Regions from separate parts of the Xenopus tropicalis genome. Here region 2 is linked to region 1. A link is a contact called in public Hi-C data. All regions are on one chromosome and are shown on one strand. The core of a region is the stretch at or near the end of the contact, and the rest is flanking DNA. Distances in the headings are between cores, read along the strand shown. Region 1 holds the start of rft1 (RFT1 homolog). Region 2 overlaps prkcd (protein kinase C delta type).

The links. Hi-C and Micro-C count contacts between places; a contact is called where the count stands out from the background.
Region 2: a contact with region 1 is called in a Hi-C map of liver, with 4 times the contacts expected there. The contact joins two enhancer-like sites. A contact is called at or near these places in 4 of 5 Hi-C or Micro-C datasets (brain, liver, neurula embryo and 1 more).

The regions. Positions count from the first base shown.
Region 1 is chr4:123,685,719-123,692,884 of UCB_Xtro_10.0, reverse strand. rft1 (RFT1 homolog) reads left to right here and starts at 6,245. Exons shown (of 13, transcript NM_001079360.1): 1 at 6,245-6,323. The coding sequence starts at 6,261. Within about 2 kb of position 1,689, at least 2 of the 11 cell types and tissues checked have an H3K27ac peak or open chromatin away from gene starts, as enhancers often do. A contact at or near this core is called in liver, where this site is marked.
Region 2 is chr4:123,754,716-123,761,463 of UCB_Xtro_10.0, reverse strand. prkcd (protein kinase C delta type) reads right to left here. Exons shown (of 18, transcript XM_002934221.5): 2 at 768-890; 3 at 129-328; 4 at 1-40. The coding sequence starts at 882. Among named protein-coding and RNA genes, the nearest start is that of prkcd, 25 kb to the right of the region's middle. Within about 2 kb of position 2,818, at least 4 of the 11 cell types and tissues checked have an H3K27ac peak or open chromatin away from gene starts, as enhancers often do. A contact at or near this core is called in liver, where this site is marked.

The sequences.
Region 1 (7,166 bases), core at 440-2,939:
TGCATCTTACAATGTTATCTCTGTCCACTTTTAACAAGAAGTCACACAACAAGCTTAACAAGGGCAATGTATGTTGTGCCTGCACTTTCCAGGGTGTATCTTGTGTAGCAGCAAAAGGCAGATTTCATACAACAAACCTCTAACATGCTCTGTGTTCCTGGCCCTCTCTATACTAAATATTTTAATGCATAAGTGTACATTGTCTTCTTTCTGTTGGGAAAGATCAAATGAGTGTTGTTATTATAGGACTACCTTAGGATCCCAGATGGAGTTGCATTCCTTGCACCCCCTTGTGGTTACAGCTGGCATATCTAGACACTGTGTGTGTGTGTGTACACCATCTAAAAGTTGTCGAGGTCAGGTAGAAGTCAGTGAGAGCTGTCCTAGACTTTTTTCTTTTTTTGGAGTCCTTTTACTTCAAGGTATTCAATTTTTTGTATTTTTTGGGGAGAGCTATTAAAGTGATGTAAAGTTCACTAATAAACAAGTTTAATAAACAAGGAAATATTTGTGCTTTTTAAAAATGTGAGTTTATTTATTTTAGAACAAAACCACAAACATTACACAAATATGAATTCTGATGAATCTGCCTCTTAGGGGCTGATTTACTAACCCACAAATTCGAATCCGAATTGGAAAAATTCCGATTGGAAAACGAACATTTTGCGACTTTTTCGTATTTTTTGCAATTTTTTCGGCGCCTTTACGACTTTTCGGAAATTATCGCGACTTTTTCGTTACCAATACGATTTGCGGGAAAAAACGCGAGTTTTTCGTAGCCATTCCGAAAGTTGCGATTTTTTCGTAGCGTTAAAACTTGCGCGAAAAGTTGCGCTTTTTTCGTAGCGTTAAAACTTAAAAGGCGCGACGTTTTGCGCAAGTTTTAACACTACGAAAAAATCGGAACTTTTTGCGCAAGTTTTAACGCTACGAAAAAATCTCAACTTTCGAAATGGCTACGAAAAACTCGCTTTTTTCCGCAAAAATCGTATTGGTAACGAAAAAGTCGTGATAATTTTCCGAAAAAATCGCAAAATACCGATCATTACGAAAAAAACGCAATCGGACGCATTCGGCCCGTTCGTGAGTATGTAAATGGGCCCCTTAGTCTTATCATGCACTTATCATGCAGTGAACTGCATTCAGGGACATTAGCTGTAGTGCCAACCTATGGTAAGAATAATTCCAAATAGGGTTGGTATACGTTACTGAATGTCTGTATAAAGGAATTTAGGAAAAAAGATACACTGACAGGCTCCATAACCAACTAGTGCTGTAGCCCACCTCTGCAGTCCCACATTTGCTACGCACCTTACCTAACAACTAGTATAAGGATAAATGAAAACACTGTTTTATTAATGATCTGTAATAGTTCCAAGATGGTCTAGGGCAGGAAATAACTGTAAGGCTATCCCTATATGTTATTCTAATTGCCATTCAGACTGAACTTTTAGGAAAATCCAGGAGAATAACCATTCACCCCAAATCACAACCTTATTGTCCAGAGTTTTCCCCATTCACTGCTCTGAGCACCCCAGGAAGGTACCAGACAGTCTAGCACTAACACATGTTGCCATATTAAATGGAGAAATCAATATGCTTAGGTAAGTGTTTTCTTTGGTATCATGACTTCCTTTTTCACAAAACAGGAAACTATTTCAAAAAACTTTCGAAAGTCTGCTGCTCAACACACAATTGCATTCTCCTGGTCATAAAGTAACAGTGTACGGGAAAGATGTCTCAGTACCTCTGTACTGCACACTGTACATTCTCATAAGAATAGATTACAGGTATGGAATCTCTTATCCAGAAACCTGTTTCCAAATTGTGGAAAGGCCATGTCCCATTGACTTCATTTTAAACAAATAATTAAAATTTTAAAAAAATAATTTACTTTTTCTCTGTACAGGTATAGGACCCATTATCCAGAATGCTTGGGACCAAACGTATTCCGGATAAGGGGTCTTTCCGTAATTTGGATCTCAATACCTTAAGTCTACTAAAAAATCAATAAAACATTAATTAAACCCAATAGGATTGTTTTGCATCCAATAAGGATTAATCATATCTTAGTTGGGATCAATTACAAGGTACTGTTTTATTATTACAGAGAAAAAGGAAATCAGTTTTAAAATTCTGAATTATTTGATTAAAATGGAGTCTATGGGAAACGGGCATTACGTAATTCGGAGCTTTCTGGATAAGGGGTTTCCGGATAAGGGGTCCGATACCTGTAATACTAAAGTAGTACCTAGTACTTTGTTCTAACTAAGATATCATTAATCTATGTTGGTGGTAAAACAAACCTAGTTTATTTAACATTTAAGTACATTTTTTAGCAGATTTGTATGGGATGGTGATCCAAATTACGGAAAGATCCCTTGGCCAGAAAACCCCAGGTCTCGAGCATTCTCAATAAAAGGTCCCATACCTGTATATGTAATAGCAGCTGCAGACCGTGTCATACATAAACAGACAGGCATGCATTTGCACTGTTACTGTCTCATGGACAGTTCCAATTATGGATTTATGGATTTGCAAGTAAACTGAAGCCTTGGGAACCAAATGTCTCCTTTCATTCAGATTACTACCAGGGATGTTTTTCTAGAAAGAAAATAAAAACATTACTTGTTATACTACTACATTATATAGCATAGGGTGTGTAGGATGCTCAGGGCTATAAATATAGTGTATACAGAGTTCATAAAGGAAATCTGATGTGCCAATGAACAATTGCAAACAAAAGGGTTGAAAGATGTGGAGGGACAGAGAGGGAGGGATGAAAAGACTAGTGGCAATTAAGAACAGAGAGAGGCATTAGCTCATAGGTCTCCACAAGCCCAGAGTCAGACTGGTCTGACAGGGCACCATAAAATTCTCTGGTCTGCCCCACTGTCCAACAGTTCCCATTAACCTTCTTATTTCAACAACAAAGCCATGTAATAAGGATGCCAATTAGCATTTTTTATACTGGTTATATTTTGGACCCTGGGTGTCACATACAACAATGCGCTTTAGAGGGCCATCCATCACTGATCCAGCTCTTTGCTGGTTTTGGGTTGGTGATGAAAGCCAACTTTCAGTTTCTGCACTGATTAACAGTGAGAGCTTCAGCGGCTGCCTGTCACTAGTCTCTACAGTGTAACAACCCTTAGCAACACTCACAACACTTCAAAGTTAATGTAGAACAGCCTAGTGAAAATATTGTATCTTGATGGATCTAGGACATTGATCACTCTCACAGATTAGGAATAATGATTTTCACAGTTAACCAACATAGCTAAACAGCACCAGCACCTGATTACTGCTTATTGCTACTTTTTCAGTGATCAGTGTCATTAAAATATATCTGCACATGTTATGGCCTAAATCCGTTTATTAAAAATGGCCCTCCCTTTCCATGCAGTTTGCACACATAAAGAATGACAAACACAGCAATAATTACTATGTTAAAGAAGTCATGGTAATGGATAAAAAAGCATTGCTGCCCCCAGGAGGAACTGTAGTCACTTTGTATCTCCCTTCTCTTGTCCTTTGTTGCCTGGAATAAAGTTATTACTCTAAAATATGCAAATAAAATCGTTATGCTTTGTTAAACCAAAAACCAAAAGAAAAATAAACTAAACTGCTCCATGGCATATGCTTGTTATAGAACTGATTGTAATGGCAAGATACTTTAACAACTTCTTGGAACATAAAGTGGTAAAGCAATGCATTTAATGACAAGACTGTAATACCTCATGAGCACTGAATGCAGTAACAATGTATAATAGTAAACGTCTACTTTGATTGTTAAAACATTGAATGTAATGACAATATACTGTAAATTGAGACTATGCTTGTACTTTCCATGATACAAAATTAACCCACAGGATACATTAGCACTAACAATGCTCTATTTGTTTTGCCTGGAAACTTTGTATCCTTTTAGTAAAAGAGGAGCTGAAACTGAAACGTTACAGTTGTAATGGAATAGAATATCACAGGGCCCATGTACACCCATCGCCATGTACTCCATTCAAGGCCTATAGTCCTCAAGATTTTCCACCTTGCCAAATAAATATCTGACCTACACTCAATGAGATATCAACCAGGGAGGGCAATGTTTTAAGCCCTTAAGCTGCCCAATAAGCCTTATAAGTCAAGAGTGACCCTGTTGGTAGCTAAAATCTGTATGGCACCTGTCTGTCATACATATAGGGGCACCTTGGGAGGCAGTTTTAATAGACAATTTTATTTTATAGGCCCATACTGTCTGCTGTCCAAATTGAACTTGATCTTTTGACCAAGAATATACCTTGATGGGTGTGTATTGCCAGCCCAGCAAGGTATTTTCTTGGTTCGAAAGATTCTCATACAGAGTTGAAATCTTTATTGGAGAGGTGCTGTCCCATGTAGAGGTGAGTTATTGGAGAACTAAAGCTTAATTTACAGGTAGGCTAGGAATGCTATATAAATTCTATAAATATGTTAGTGACAGAACTCAATTTTAAGACTAAACAGAAATGAAGTGTGGTCCACGTGTACCAGCTCCAGATCTTCAGCCAAGGGAGGGGAAATCTATAAAAGTATATAAAAAAAAATTATGGGCACTCAAAAAGTTCACACATGCCACCAGAAAAACAACAGTTAAAAATAAAAACTGTTATTTAAGACAATGTCACCATAGCCTTATGCATTTTGTGTTCCAAAAACACTTAACAGGCTTAAATATAGAGCAAAAGGTTAAGTGCTTTTGGAGCATGAAACACTTTTATAGAGCTGTTGTGTTAAACCAGGGATCCCCAACCTTTCTTATTCGTGAGCCACAGTCAAATGAGAGGAAACTTTGGGCGACTTTGGCAAATCGCAGAGCCGCGTATGCCATCCCACCGCCGATTTACATTCTAGCCGGTGGGATGGCATTGTGGGGACATTTGTCACACGGTGACTAATTTCCCTGTGTGTCACTGCCCTAAGGGTGAAAACATATGGAGCTACTAGTAGCGGCTACTTGTTAGGGCTCTAGCACACGGGGAGATTAGTCGCCCACGAACAGGGAGATTTGTCGCGGGCGACTAATCTCCCCGTGTGCCAGAGCCCTTACAGCTACAGAAATAGACAATGCTGATCATTTACTGATAATTGTCTCTACTGTGTTTTAGCAGAGGCAAGTCTCAGTATTGTCTATGGCAGGGTATTTTCTGGCATTTATTAGCTGTGACAAGTAGCTGCTACTAAGCAGCTATTTGTGTCTTCAACCTAAGGCTATAAATGCTACACAATGGGGCAGATTCAATTCTATAAAAAAAAACGTATCTTTTAATTCAACTCCAAATTTTCCTAAAAGAAACTCTACTGAGTTTTCATGAAATAAACCATGAGATGTTCTTTTTTTTTTATTTAAAATTCGGCCCTTTATCTGGTATGCCTAATAGTTCACTACTTGAAATACTATTGAAACTTTCCCTTTTGTATTACCTCAGTATTTGTTGCTGTTTCTGTGTGGTTTGGTTTCTGTATCTTAATGTGCCAATTACCACAGTTTATTTACAGGAGTGTATTTATAGTTTGCCACAGTTTTTGTTGGGTTTAAACGGAAGCTCTGGGTCATTTTATAACTTGCATGACAAGGTGATTTCTGCACGTTACTTTTTCCCCCAAAATGATAAGAGAATATTCAACATTTCCCTTATTGCTACCGGATAATAAAAGCCTGAAACGAATATATACCGGCTTGACAGCTTTAGTTAATGTGCTAAATATTAAATACCAGAACAAATAGCATTTCAGAGCTAATTTTAGTATCCCAATTGATTATTTAATCGCTGCCAGAGTCATTTTAAGATTAGTAAATGTAATTAACACGCAGCACTGCCGCAGTCAGGCAATAGGTGTCAGCAGCACTCTACGCCACTGCTCAAACCAAGGCCACCTACACCTTTGATAGTTTTCACTTCCGCCCAATTGGATTCCTGCCGTTCCTATGGTTGCGCGATGGGGGCGGGATTTCTGAGGGAGTACTGGCAAATTTTAGTACGGCCATTGTTAGGTTTGCCTAAACGTCACCAAAGCGAAATTATGTTTTAATAATTAATTATAACGCGTGTAGGGTGTGCTTTGAGTCTGGTAGTGGGAACTATAGCGACGGAAGAACTTTATTGTGTTTGAATGCATTTTTACCCGGTTTAAAAATGGCGTTTCCGGAGTTCCAGCCAGGAAGTTTATACTATGCTGAGACGCCGGCTTTCTTCCTATGTGTATGACAGTGTGCTATCAAAATGGGATCGCAAGAGGTTCTGATGGATGCCACCAAACTAGCATCCTATAGCGTTATTCTGCAGGTACTCGGATCCTAATTGCGTGGGGGAGGGGCTAGCGCAATGAATCCTGGGTTGCATGTATTATAAGGGCTGATAAATGTGCGGCTAAGCCCTCTGGCTGCGGGTCGTGTTTCTCAGGCAGAAACTTTCAACCTCTCTGTTTTTGTGAAATGCAGATACTTGGTTACACAATGTAAAAAAATAATTTATATACTTTGCCACTTTTGTTTATTTGGGGTTTCTGGCCATATCTCAATGTGATACAGTATGTATGTATGTATGTCTTTATTTATAAAGCGCTACTTATGTACGCAGCGCTGTACAGTAGAATACATTAATACAGACAGGGGGTTAATAAGATAATGGATAAATACAAAGTACAACAATAAATACAAATAAATACAAGGTACAGTTGCAATAAGAGTCATAAACACAAGATGAAGGAGGTCCCTGCCCTGTAGAGCTTACAATCTATTTACAGTTTGGGCTCATAGTATTTCCTTTACGTTTTTAGCTCCAAAGAAAGTGATATTAAATTTCTCTTTCATAATGCTGCACTATATATCCCAAGAAGTTGTAGTTCAGGAAAAGCTTGAAGTGGTGAATTGCTTTGAACAACAACTTGGCAGAGCAGCCAGGGTGATATTTGCTTCTGAAATGGTTCCACGTACATAAATGGTACCATAACTCTGGTGTTTTGTCCATGACACAAAAGAGCAGTAACAGTGGTATAACTACCAGCAACTGTGGAGCCCAGTAAGGACCCACTTTCCCCTGGCACTTCCCTCCTGCCTACACAGAGCCATACAATCCATGTATTTGCAGGCGCAAAGGGGAGGGGGTTGGCAGCACAACATTTGTTTT
Region 2 (6,748 bases), core at 1,569-4,068, 67 kb before region 1:
GCACCGACATTAGCACTTTGGCTTGGGGCTGGAGATCCAACTGTGGGAAGATATAAAAGTGCATCTTTATATTTGCCCAACATCAGCCCAGTTCTGGCTGCCTCACAGAATCCAACCCCTCCACTTACCCAGAATTCTGACTTGCCATTGCCTTTCTTGCAGCGTTCAGCCAGCACGGAGACACCCACGGTGGCTTCTGATAGAGGATCTTCTGCTGCCTTCATTAGCACTATCTGGATCACGCGTCCCTCATAGATGTGAGCATCAAATGGTGACTTCCAGTCTGGGTACATGGTAGGCTTTTTCTGAACCAAAGTCTTGCCTCTCTCTATAAGGGATACACAAGTCTTGTATTATGGTGATAAACAGACATCTTTCTTTTCACATGTTGTTCTGTCAGCACCAGTAAGTCGAGTAGAAAGTTTGCTTTAATCACCAACCACTATAATAACAAGGTTCCAAAAATCTTCTAGAAGAGAGAAAAATATAGTTGGCGATGCACTCCTTACAATTATTTGATATAATATAGGGTTCGGTGCTTACTGCAGGGGTCCAATCTAGGATCCCCAAGCAAATTATTGAAATATAAAATAAATTGATGGGCAATCGGGTATTCAATAAAATGTTTTTTATTGAATACCAGAGTGCCCTGCAATTTTTCTATATTTGTAGAAGAGCGAGCAGACTTTTACATGCATATAGACAAATGGTGCACCCTTCTTATAGAAGAGCAATGTAAGCTCATAATCAGAATGGAGATCACTTACCTGTAGTGAGAGATTCTTTCACTTTGACTGCACAGAAAGGCTGGCTATGGTCTGGGAGACTGAGCATGCCCCCCAGGTCGAAGGAATTAAAGGAAATGCGCAGGAAAGGAGACATTGTAAACCCTGTGAAAAGAGTCACAAGTAGCGTGTTAACAAAACAAGTTGTTTATTGTGAAGACATGTAGAAAAGAACATACTTGTCCAGATTATCTACCTCATGGTAACACAGAGAGCGGACCCTCTCACTGGATAAAAATGGCAGTTTAAAAGAACAATCCCAGGCATGCCGTATATAAGCAGATATTGTATCTGACATAGATAACTCTGATTAGGAGCTACCTACATTAGTGGCCATGTTTTTCTCTAGGTACAGTTTGATGGTGAGAATATGCAATGCCTGCAGCATGCTCAGAGTGAACAGTGGCACCACAAGGCACTTCAATGGCAGCCATCGCTACAGCACTGGCTAAGCACCTAGGTAGTGCCCACCGGGTACAGCTGCTGGCAGATCTTTGGACTTTTCAGTGAAGAAATTAGCTGCAAACCAAGTGTTAGAGAAATGCTCACTGGCAGCCCACAGCAGAGGTGCCACATGGGCCAGGTGACTGGAAACGGAGGGTTCTCGGTTTACTTTGGAAGGGGGCTCTGTTTACGTTGGACCTGCTCCTAATGGACAGCTAAGAGTCTGCTTTTAATCTGCAGGAATAAAATGTTCAAAGTTTATACAAGAGCAAAGTAAACACTACAGAGAGACTGGCATGTGCCCACAACACCATTATCGGAATTAATGCCCAAGTGGGATGCTCTGTGGCTTTTGCCCAAGAGGGCCTTGTAAAGATCAGCATTTCTGCAATGCTTCTTCTGCTTCTCTAACCCAGGAAAGCTTAACGCAGACATGTAAACCCTATTATAGAGCAGATCAACCTCGCACTATAGTCTATTAACAGGGTGCGCTAGTGTGTATAATATTATATAAATTGAAAGTAGTAAAGAGACACATGAAATCTAGGCACACCTGCTCCGAATCATAAAATATACTTTTATTTTGCCTACATTAAAATCAACAACTATTAAAATACAGCAAAAAAGAAAGAAAAAGAAAGAAGGAATTAAAACCAAAAGTAACCCTATACCTGTTTGAGGACTCTACCAGGCTGAAATATAACCAGTAAATCATGGATTCTGTTACTATATTACAAGTATCTACTGCCAAAGTAATGAGCCTAAATTATTCCACTTTCCTTCCAGAAATGTCAGGATATATATATATAGATACGTACACACACACACACACTAATATATATATATATATATATATATATATATATATATATATATATATATATATATATATATATATATATATATATATATATAACTTTCATTTTAAAATTATTCCTTTCTTTAAATTATTTGTTTAACTTAATCTCCACAAACCCGTGTGTGCCAAAACGGCAATATAGTTTTTGGCCACTTACATATAGTTTAGCACTATTTATTTTGTGGGCAGCACTGCCACCTACCCCCCTGTTGACATTATAGCTAAAATGACATTCCTAATGGTTTGCTTTGCTGTAACAGTTCAGGTGTGCAGACACAGACAGAATATCTAGAGAAGGGCAAAATCACTCGGGGAGGCCCAGGCCGCTAGGATCTCACAAACCAATATTACCATAATACAAGCCAACAGTCCTTCTGGGCTCATTTTTCAATTCAAACAATGTTTAACACCTTCCATGCTGGTTCTCTCTAATCTTGCCATGCCGGGTGTTACTAGACAACACAAATAAAGCGGCACAGATCAAAATGTCATTTCTGCGGTATCACCAGTCATATTCACACGTTAAATGCTGTAGATGGTGTAATTATTAGAGGGGGCGATTATGTGATGCAAACATCCTTTAACACTTGTCTGTGTTTAGACCACAGCAGATAAGACTTGTCAGATACAATTCTCACTGATAGGACTTTTTTCATCAACATCCTGTGTTGCCCCGGCACTGACTCTGGATGGTGCTAAAGAGCTGCATTTAGAGTTTTTAAGTTCTGAAAAAAATCACAAAAAATCACCATGCAAGGCTGCGGCTAATAGAAAATGTGCTCTCCTGCATCTCGTAAGAGCTGTGCTGGAATTCTAAGTGATCCTTATGGAGGGCAATGGAGGGCTTGTTGAGATGATTTGATGCCATGCAAGTAAAAAACACAGTGCGCAAACAGCTGAGATAGTCCTGTTTGCCACTAACAACAAAAGGAAGCTCTGCCTGAAACTGGAATAAAGTCATACATTCATTCCTTATTATTTTTATTAGACAAGTGGTTAGTGTGCCATACTAAATTATGGCTGCTTTGAAAACAATGGCACATCATCGCTTGGCTGAATGAAAATATTTCTGTCACTCTACTAACTCAAGAATTCTTGGCATTAAAGTCAGTTACACAAATAGTTATATAGTCAAGCTGAGTTGAAAAAAGACCAAAGTCCATCAAGTTCAACCCCTTTACACAAACCCCAGTGCATAAAATATATTATATATATATATATATATATACACTCACATACATAAACTATATATAACCAACTGTAGATTTTAGTATCACATTTAGTATCACAATAGCACTGCATATATATGCTTGTTCGTTAAGTCATCCAAGCCCCTCTTTAAGGAACAGTTCAGTGTAAAAATGAAACTGGGTAAAATAGACAGACTGCGCAAAATAGAAAATATTTGCAATATAGTTAGTTAGGCAAAAATGTAATCTATAAAGGCAGGAGTGGGCAGATGTTTAACATAATGGCCTGAACACTACTTCCTGCATTCCGCTTTTGAACCTCTTATTTAGTCAGTGACTTTAGGGGGGCACATAGGACAAACTAACTATTCAGTTAGTTTGTGAGCATGCAGGTCAAAGACTGCTAACAGCTTAGAGAGCTGTAAAGGAGGAAGTAGTGTTCAGGCTATTATGTTAGAAATCTGCTCACTTATAGATTACATTTTTGGCTGATCAACTATACTGAATACATTTTTATTTTGTGCAGTCTGTCTATTTTGCCCATTTTCATTTTTACACTGAACTGCTTTATAAATAAATGTTAATAATAATAACTGTTCCTTTAAAGACATTAACAAAATCTGCCATCACAACATCACTAGGAAGGGCATTCCCCAACCTCACTGCCCTCACTGTGAAAAACCCCCTACGCTACTTTAAATGGAAGGTCTGTTCCTCTAATCTAAAAGGGTGACCTCTGGTGCGTTGATTGTTTTTATGGGAGAAATGTTCAACCACTATCTGGCTATAATCCCCTTTGATTATATATAAAAACCCTTTGAAACTTAGTGGCATTTCTCCGAATAAAATTCATATTTAGAAAAACAAAAAAAAAAAAGAATTCTGACAAATCTGCCCGATAGGGTATACCTAAATCAAGCAAAATGTTGAGCACCACGGCTAATTCTGAAATACAGAGAAATAAATGACCCCAATAAATTCCTGTTAATACCTTGCAATCTAGTGCCATGATAATTTAATAGGACCATGCAATTTGGGTTAAAGACTTTCTCTGCAAAGCTGGGACCAAACAGGGCTTCTCTTGAATATACTTCAGAAATAGACCAGGTGGTCTGAAATATTGTGTACACCATGAAGTACCATTAAAGCGGAAACATCGAAGAGGGGTGCACGCCTCACGCCTAAATATATTAGAGGGGATTGTAGACGTATAGGGGGTGTTCTTTTTCCCATAAAAACAATCAGCGCACCAGAGGCCCCCCTTGAGATTAGAGGAACGGATCTTTCATTTGAAGCAGCGTAGGGGTTTTTGTTTTTAATGGTGAGGGCAGTGAGGCTGGGGAATGCCCTTCCTAGTGATGTTGTGATGGCAGATTCTGTTAATGGGGCCTGGATGAGTTCTTGAACAAGCATAGTATCCAAGGCTATTGTGACACTAATATCTACAGTAGCATAGCATTGATGTTGGTATATATGGTTTATGTATGTGAGTGTATAGATAGGTCAGTATGGGTCTGTATGTGAGTGGATAGATAGGTCAGTGTGGGTCTGTATGTGAGTGGATAGATAGGTCAGTGTGGGTCTGTATGTGAGTGTATAGATAGGTCAGTATGGGTCTGTATGTGAGTGGATAGATAGGTCAGTATGGGTCTGTATGTGAGTGGATAGATAGGTCAGTATGGGTCTGTATGTGAGTGGATAGATAGGTCAGTATGGGTCTGTATGTGAGTGTATAGATAGGTCAGTATGGGTCTGTATGTGAGTGGATAGATAGGTCAGTGTGGGTCTGTATGTGAGTGTATAGATAGGTCAGTATGGGTCTGTATGTGAGTGGATAGATAGGTCAGTGTGGGTCTGTATGTGAGTGGATAGATAGGTCAGTGTGGGTCTGTATGTGAGTGGATAGACAGGTCAGTATGGGTCTGTATGTGAGTGTATAGATAGGTCAGTATGGGTCTGTATGTGAGTGGATAGGTCAGTATGGGTCTGTATGTGAGTGGATAGATAGGTCAGTATGGGTCTGTATGTGAGTGGATAGATAGGTCAGTGTGGGTCTGTATGTGAGTGGATAGATAGGTCAGTATGGGTCTGTATGTGAGTGGATAGATAGGTCAGTATGGGTCTGTATGTGAGTGGATAGATAGGTCAGTGTGGGTCTGTATGTGAGTGGATAGATAGGTCAGTATGGGTCTGTATGTGAGTGTATAGATAGGTCAGTATGGGTCTGTATGTGAGTGGATAGATAGGTCAGTATGGGACTGTATGTGAGTGGATAGATAGGTCAGTATAGGTTTGTGTGTGCTGGGTTTGCTTGGAAGGGTCTTTTTTCAACCCTATGTAACTATATCTAACTATGTATGTTACTCTCTTGATATGTTCCTATTGGTGCAGCTATGCTAAAGCCAAATGCCAATGCTTTAGCCAGGCACTGGCTACGGATATCCATTCTCTGGCCACATACCACCAAACCAAGGACGTTTCAGCCCCTAGTGCTGCCCTGAGTGAATGATTCCCCCAACCCCACCCCCACTTTGGGTTTTTGTGTCAGAGAGGGCCGAGTTGCAGAAATTCCGATTTAAGAATCAGAATGTCGGCTCTTGAAGTTACAAGGGGCACTGATACTTGGCAGTAAGGCCAACATTTAGAGAGTTTTCAATTAATAATTTAAATTACTATTTTTTCCTGTTGGTGTTTCTATTATTTTGGCTAGTACAGGTATGGGACCTGTTATCTAGAATGCTCGGGACCTGGGGTTTTCCAGATAAGGGATCTTTCCGTAATTTGGATCTCCATACCTTAAGTCTGCTAGAAAATCATTTAAATAATAAATAAACCCAATAGGATTGTTTTGCCTCCAATAAGGATTAATTATATCTTAGTTGGGATCAAGTACAATGTTCTGTTTTATTATCACAGAGAAAAAGAAAATCATTTTCAAAAATTAGAATTATTTGCTTATAATGGAGTCTATGGGAGACAGCCATTCCGTAATTCAGAACTTTCTGGATAATGGATCCTATACCTGTATATACAAATATACACAGTTCAAGAAAAGGACAGGATTCTACCAGAAAACAATATGTATACATAGAACTGAGGCCACATTACAGTTTTCTCAGCCAGGAGAGTTTCCTCCACATCCTAGTGAAAGGTAATTACGAAAGCTGTTCCTTCCTGAATTATCCTCCAGAAATATCCTTGGCCGCAGCTCCGGAAATGCTATAGTAAATGATTGCAGGGATGGAGCAGGACAGGCCAGCGGCACGCCCCGGGAGAGTAATAAGGGTGATAGCCCTGCACATTCAACACAAACATGAGGGTAAATTAGCAGACAAGGACAGTTCCCCTTTAAAGGGGTTGTTCATCTCTGAATTAAATTTTAGTGCAATGTAGAGAGTGATATTCTGACAACTTTTACATTTGATCTTCATTTTTTTTTTATATTTGTGGTTTTTGAACAATTTAGCTTT